Linked DNA regions of Macaca mulatta: region 1 is linked to region 2. A link is a contact called in public Hi-C data. All regions are on one chromosome and are shown on one strand. Each heading gives the region's core, a stretch centred on a gene start, on an enhancer-like site or on the middle of the called end of the contact. The rest is flanking DNA. Distances are from core to core; before and after follow the strand shown. Region 1 holds the start of LSM7 (LSM7 homolog, U6 small nuclear RNA and mRNA degradation associated). Region 2 holds the start of DOT1L (DOT1 like histone lysine methyltransferase).

The links. Hi-C and Micro-C count contacts between places; a contact is called where the count stands out from the background.
Region 1: a contact with region 2 is called in a Hi-C map of cortical neurons, with 2.3 times the contacts expected there. The contact joins the promoter of LSM7 here to the promoter of DOT1L in region 2. A contact is called at or near these places in 3 of 14 Hi-C or Micro-C datasets (cortical neurons, fetal cortex germinal zone and liver).

Annotation. Positions count from the first base shown.
Region 1 is chr19:3,076,542-3,079,866 of T2T-MMU8v2.0, forward strand. LSM7 (LSM7 homolog, U6 small nuclear RNA and mRNA degradation associated) reads right to left here and starts at 1,817. Exons shown (of 4, transcript XM_015122421.3): 1 at 1,783-1,817; 2 at 1,609-1,699. The coding sequence starts at 1,788. It overlaps SPPL2B (signal peptide peptidase like 2B), which reads left to right and starts at 1,902. Exons shown (of 16, transcript XR_013409458.1): 1 at 1,902-2,007. It overlaps LOC144336976 (a long non-coding RNA gene), which reads left to right. Exons shown (of 5, transcript XR_013409525.1): 4 at 1-17; 5 at 453-1,541.
Region 2 is chr19:2,904,977-2,908,771 of T2T-MMU8v2.0, forward strand. It overlaps DOT1L (DOT1 like histone lysine methyltransferase), which reads left to right and starts at 1,882. Exons shown (of 28, transcript XM_077978913.1): 1 at 1,882-2,214. The coding sequence starts at 2,134.

The DNA.
Region 1 (3,325 bases), core at 567-3,066, 170 kb after region 2:
GAGCCTGACCATATCAGGTGAGTCCTTCAGGGAGCAAACCCTTTCTCTGCTGTGTGTGTGCGTGTGTGTGATTTATTTATTTTTAGACGGAGTCTCGCTCTGTCTCCCAGACTGGAGTGCAGTGGCGCGATCTCAGCTCACTGCAACCTCTGCCTCCTGGGTTCAAGAGATTCTCCTGCCTCAGCCTCCTGAGTTGTTGGGATTACAGGTGTGCGCCACCACGCCCAGCTAATTTTTTTGTATTTTTCGTAGAGATGGGGTTTCACAAAACCCCATGTTGGTCAGGCTGGTCTCGATCTCCTGATCATATGATCCGCCTGCCTCAGTCTCCCAAAGTGCTGGGGTTACAGGCGTGAGTCCCTGCGCCCCGCCAAGAGCTGCAGCATGCATCACCAGCCCACTGCCCATGCGAATGCTTCCTGCCCTCTGAGAGCTCGCCCTGTCTTCACTAGATTCCATGGAAGAGTCGCAGGCAGAGGCAAGCATCAGGTTAACATGCACGAAACCGCAAACGGTGACAGGTGCCACCAGGATCCTAGAACGATGGGGGGCCTGACGCCAGGGTCAGGGAGGGCTTCCCAGAGCAAGCACCTGTGGAACTTGTGCTTTTGCCGCCCTTTGCAGTCATAATCAGAAGTATGGATTCGGATTTTACTCCAAAACAACGGGGAGCCTCAGAGCTTTTCAGCAGGGAGCAAGAAGCCTCCATTTCTTTTTCATTAGGTGCCTCTGGCCGCTGAGTGGAGACTGACCTTAGTAGCTGTGATTCCCAATCACAGCTTGGGGGTCGGGGGGCGATCCTATCCCCAGAGAACACTAAGCAATGTCTGAGGCTATTTAGGTTGTCACAACTTGGTGGAGGCCAGGGATGCTGCTCAGCACCCTGCAGTGCCCCAGGACGGCCCCACTCCAGAGAATCCGGCCCCAAATGTGTCCACACTGCTGTGCGGGAAAGACCTTGACTTAGAGGGAGGAAGAGGAGAAGCCGGGAGATCTGTGGGGATCTGGGGCAGTCCTTGGACACACAGGACTGCTCTGGAGGCCAAGCCGGAAATCCCAATACCGGCTGCGCCACTGTGACTTTGGGTTACGTTTGTTTCCCGCTCCTTGCCCCAGTTTCCCCGCCTGCAAAATGGCCATACCAGTTCCTACCTCCCGGCGTAATTCGGAAGCCTGCACAAGGTAGTCGGCGTCAAGCGTGTAAAGAGGCGCCTCTGCGGCGGCTCACGCCTGTCATCCCAGCACTTTGGGAGGCCGAGACGGGCGAATCACTTGAGGTCAGAAGTTTGAGACCAGCCTGGCCAACATGGTGAAACCCCGTCTCTACTAGAAATACAAAAATTAACCAGGAGTGGTGGCGCCTGTAGCCCCAGCCACGCAGGAGGCTGAGGCAGGAGAATCGCTTGAACCCGGGAGGCGGAGGTTGCAGTGAGCTGAGATCGCACCACTTGCACTCCAGACTGGGCGACGGAGCGAGACTGCGTCTCAAATAAATACATAAATAAAAATAAATAAAAGAGGCGCCTCTGCATGCATCCTCATCACCTCTCTTGCTGAGTTTATTTTAAAATTTTAAAGGGGGGGTGCCAACGGCGGGAGCCGCCTCACCTTCGCGTCCTCCCTGAAACTTCACCCGGATCGTCTTGTCGATGTACTTGGACAAGTCCAAGATGCTCTCCTTTTTCTTCTTCTCCTTATCCTGCGGGGAAAGCAGAGCGCATGAGGCCTGGAGCGCGGCCCGAGCCCCACGCCCCCCGGCTCCGGATTCCGCCGCGCGCTCACCGCCATCTTGTCGCGCCGTGCGGCTCTTCGCAGACACCGCCCCGTGCCCTGTGACCTCTCCCCTCCCCCCCCACGCGCATGCGCGGCGCATGCGTGGCCCGGGGTCTCGGGGCGTTGCTGGGAAACATCTGCCGACGGTTGCGGCGGGCACCGGCCGAGATGGCGGCGGTGGCGGCGGCTGCGCTGGCGCGGCTTGTGGCGGCCTTTCTGCTCCTCGCGGCCCAGGTGAGCGCGGCACCGGTCCCGACGGCACCGCAGGCTGCGGCCCTTCGGCCTCTCGGCCCCGAGGCTACGCGCAGGAACGACCCCTCTTGGCCCGTCTTGGGGGGTCGAGCCTCGGGGATCCGCGGTCCCCTCGTTGTCGGCCGGCGGTGCCGGGGCCCGGCCGTGACCTTGCGGGGCTGTCCCCGGCTTCTCTCCCTTCCCCGCCTCGGAGGCCCTCCGCCGCTGCAGCGCCCCTCACTTCCCACCGGGCCTGAAGTTTGTGCCCCCTCCATCTCCCGGTTCTGCTTGTCCGTTTCGGGGTCTCCAGCCGCCGCGGGGGACGCCTCTCTCCCGCTCTGTGGCCTTGGGCAGGCGGCCGCCCACCCCGCTCCGAGCCTCAGTTTCCCTTTAGGCGGAATGGCCGGGTGCTAAGCTAACCTCACCCTAGGGGGTGCGGTGGGGGAACCCAGAGGCGTCCCGCGTGTCCCCCAGTGACTGGCCAGCATCCTGGAGCGGCCAAGAGCCCAGCCCTGCACTGGGGTCGTATCCCCGCTCCATCTTTTACTCCGTGACCTTGGACGAGGGAATTCCCTGCTTTGAGCGTCGGTTGCTCGTCTGGAGAAGGGGGGTCGACTATGGTGTGGATTCTGGAGATGCTACCCAGGGTGACCAGCGCCTAGGGACAGCACGCCTTCCTTATATTCATTGTGTATCCTTTGATGTAGAGTGTCAGGTTCTAGCGGGGACAGTCTACGAGATGGCACTGTCGTAACTGCATCTTTTATTTTCTTAATTCCAAGTCTTCCCTCTTACCTGAGTTTGGTGGCTCAGGGAATGGAACCCGGAGCAGCCTCACAAATGCGGCCCTTAACCTTCACTCCTCTCTCAGAGTTCTCTTAAGGCGTTGCTGCCACTGGGCTCCTTCTTAGTCTCCACTCTTCCAGCCCCACCGCCATCCCCCTGCTGTGGCTGCCTTTGTCCCCCACATCCCTAGTCCATCCTCGACACAGCAGGAGTGACCCTTTCAAAGTATGTCAGTCCATGTCGCATCTGGATGAACGTGCCGTCCAGTTGTGACCTGGCGCCAGGGAAGCCTGCAGCTCATTGCAGGAGCTTCGTTGTCTAGTCTTTTCTCTTACCCTGAAACGCCCGTGGTCTCTGCAAGGCTGGAGGGCCCCCTCAGAAGCTTTCTGCGAACCGCACCTCCACCCCCAGCTGCCCTGTCAGCCCCCTGGACTCCCCCCATTCTGAGGCCAGGGACCTAGAGACCCCAGACATTTGGAAGGAGGAGGAAAGCCAAAGGTGGAAGAAAGATAGAAAGATCACAGAACGCTGTGGA
Region 2 (3,795 bases), core at 632-3,131:
GCCCATATATATATATATATATATACATATACATATATATATATATTTTTTTTTGGATATGGAGTGTCGCTCTGCTGCCCAGGCTGGAGTGTAGTGGCACGATCTCTGCTCACTGCAAGCTCCGCCTTGCGGGTTCATGCCTCCTGCCTCAGTCTCCTGAGGAGCTGCGGCTACAGGCGCCCGTCACCATGCCTGGCTAATTTTTTTTGTATTTTTAGTAGAGACAGGGTTTCACCGTGTTAGTCAGGATGGTCTCGGTCTCCTGACCTCGTGATCCGCCCGCCTCAGCCTTTACCCAAAGTGTTGGGATTACAGGCGTGAGCCACCGCGCCCGGCCTCTTTACTGTTCATCAAGATCTCAATGGGGGCCGGTTGCGGTGGCTCACACCTGTAATCCCAGCACTTCGGGAGGCCGAGGTGGGGGATCACTTTTGTGTTTGAGATTAGGAGTTTGAGACCAGCCTGGCCGACATGGCAGAAATGCATCTCTACTAAAAATACAAAAATTAGCCGGGCATGGTGGCAGGCACCTCTAATGCCAACTACTCAGGAGGCTGAGGCAGGAGAGTCGCTTGAGCTCCGGAGGCGGAGGCTGCAGTGACCTGAGATTGTGCCACTGCACTCTAGCCTGGGCAACAGAGCGAGAGTGTCTCAAAAAACCAAAAAAAAAAAAAAAAAAAAAAGTACAAGGGACTGTTGTACTTTGACACTCAAAGGCTTTAATCACCAGGCACTGTGGCAGTCACTGCGGGACTCCATTGTTGGGAGGAGGAAAGCATTGGAGGTCAAGTGACTCTCCCAAGGTCACCCAGCAGGGAAGGGGTGGGGCAGGGCTGGAATCTGGCTGGGCAGGGAGGGTGTTGGTGTCCCCTGGGGACTTGGGGAGGTGCTGGTGGTGAAACCGCCTTTGCAAAATTATGACTGAGACAGTTAAAGAGATCTTTACTGACTCCCCCTTGCTTCTAACCTCCAAGCTGTCCTTGTTCATCCCTGGGCGTAGGCTGAACTAACTTTGGGAGAAACTTAGTTTATAGCTTAATTAATTAATTAATTAATTAATTTGAGACGGAGTCTTGCTCTGTTGCCCAGGCTGGAGTACAATGGTGCAACCTCAGCCTCCCAGGTTCAAACGATTCTCCTGCCTCAGCCTCCCCAGTAGCCTGGATTACAGGTGCCCGCCACCGCGCCCAGCTAATTTTTGTATTTCTGGAAGAGACGGGGTTTTACCATGTTGGCCAGGCTGGTCTTGAATTCCTGAACTCAGGTGATCTGCCGGCCTCGGCCTCACAAAGTGCTGGGATTACTGGCGTGAGTCACTGCGCCTAGCCATGAGAGGGGGTTTCTCTGTGTTCGTCAGTCTGGTCTCGAACTTCCAACCTCAGGTGATCCGCCCGCCTTGGGCTCCCAAAGTGCTGGGATTACAGGGGTGAATCACCACGCCCAGCTTTTTTTTTGTACCCAATGAAACAGCATTGTTGTCGAATGAGTCCTGGGCTTGGAGCTAGAGCAAGCCCTAGACCGTGACTCTTACGGGGGAAAATTAGGTTTTTGGTTTTACTAGGTCGTGTGTGGGGAGGTGTTCGGCGTCCTCCCCCCTGGGACGGGATTCGAACTCGTCATCCGACGGGCCCGCCCATAGGGTCTCCCCGGGTCTCCGCGTCGGGCCGGCGAGTGGGGGAAGGGGGCGCCTGAGGGCAACCGAGGACGTGCGTGCGTATGTGCGTGCGTGCGTGGATTCGGGCGGGCGGGCGAGTCCACGGGGCGGGGCGCCGAAGGGGTGGCGCGCGCGGGGCGGCCGGCTGGGCGGCGGGCACGCGCCGGCCTCTTCGCTCTGGGCCCCCCTCGCGCGCACGGCGAGTGGTTCCGCCCGGCCCCCGGCTCATTGTGCTCGCCTCACGCCGGCCCAAGATGGCGGAGGCGCTGGAGGCCCCGGGCCTGTGACCACAAAGAGGGAGCCGGGGGCCGGGCCGGACCGGAGCGCGGCGGCGGCGGCGGCGGCGGCCGAGGCCGAGGCCAGGCCCCCTCCCCTCAGCCTCCCGCCCCTCCCTCCTGCCCGCCCTCCTCCGCCCACCGGCGGCCCCGCCCCTCCCCCAACCGCCCGCCTAGCATGGTGCGGCGGCCGCGCGCGCGGACATGGGGGAGAAGCTGGAGCTGAGACTCAAGTCGCCCGTGGGGGCTGAGCCCGCCGTCTACCCGTGGCCGTTGCCGGTCTACGTGAGTGCCGTCCCCCACCGTCCCTCCCTCCCGGCCTCCCCTCCTCCGTCGCCCCCGGGGACACCCCAAAACCCCCCAGCCGCGCGCGCCGGTCTCTCCTGGGGAACGGAGCCCTTGGACCCCACTGTCGCTGCTAGGGACCCCCGTTGCTTCCCCGCCGAGGGCCCCGCGGCTGTTTCCAGTAGGGTGGGAGCCCCCCGCGCCCGGGGTGGGAGCGGGAGCCGGCGCCCCCGAGCCCGGTCGCGGTGCCGTTGACCCCGCCGGGCTGTCCCGGGCGCAGAACGGGAGGAGTAGCTCGTGCCGGCCGCGTTTTGACGTGAAGCCCGCCCGGCTTGTTCCCGGCGCTGTCAGTGTGCTCCGCCGCCTTATTTCTCTTTTTAAGGGCATCCTTTTCTGTCTCTTCTCTTCTTTTTTAAAATTAGGCGTTTGTCACGCTTTTCCTACTGGGGCTGGGCGGGCCCGACCCTGGGAAGGTGGGAGATAACGTCCCCTTGAGTGGGCGGGAGCGGTCTGACCTTTGGAAATGGGGAAATTTTGCCCCGGTAATGTTGAGCGGGTATGGGCTGCCCTGGCCCTGGGAAATTATGAATCTTTCACCTTTTAATGCTAGTGGGCGGGACAGGCTTTACCCTTGGAAATCGGGACTTCTGTCCCCCGATCTTGAGTGGGCAGGATTGGGCTCACCCCGGGAGTTAGTAAATTTTGTCTCCTTCATCTTGGTGACCGTTGGAAAATGACAGGCCGGGTGGAATGTTACAGAGGGCACCCCCCGGGGTGGTTCCAGAAACCCGCGTGCGGCTCCCGGGGTGCGAGTCCCGGCGTGGCCCCTGGGGAGGCGGGGCTCGTGCGTCCGCGCTTGGGACCCTCTGAGCACGCTCCGGTCCGGGAAGGGCGCTTTTTCGGGGAAAAGTGAAGCAGGCGCTGTCGGCGAGCGTGTCTGGGGTGCGAGTTTTGGGGGGCGCGCCCGCAGGGCTCGGCCGGGCATCCCCGCGCGCCTTGGGACTCCCGCGCGCGCGCTCGGCTTGTGTCAGTTTTTGGAAACGTGCTCGCTGGGGGCGGGGTCAGGACGCCGAGAGCGCTGGGGAGCCCGGGCTGGCTCACTGCCGCGGGTCCGTGCGAGTGGGAGGGAGAGGGAGAGCGGCTTCCAGCCCGGCCGCACGTCCCGCGCGCGGGGCTGGTGGGGTCGGGCCCTGGGGCTCTGGCTTCCGTGGTTGGGCAGCTCTGGGTGTGCGCCTGGGCGGCCTGACCGGGTTCCGGCCGGGAGAGGTGCTAGGACAAAAACTGAAAGCGGAGGCAGCGCTTCAGCGCCCCGACCGGTTTCCTCCCTCGAATGTTCAAACTCCAGAATCCTTCCAGCCTCCGCTTCTCTCTGTTGGGCTCTCATCGTTTTAGGTGATAGAAGGCGTCCGACCATGACGTTATTACAAAAATTTTATTAGACTGGAGTAGAATGAGGAGTTCTATCTGTGACTGAGGATCAATTGAGCTGGCTTACCACCGTCCGACCAGTCCCAGTATATGGCTTCACAATTTTATTTTATTTTATCTATTTTGTTTTGTTTTGTTTTTTGAGACGGAGTT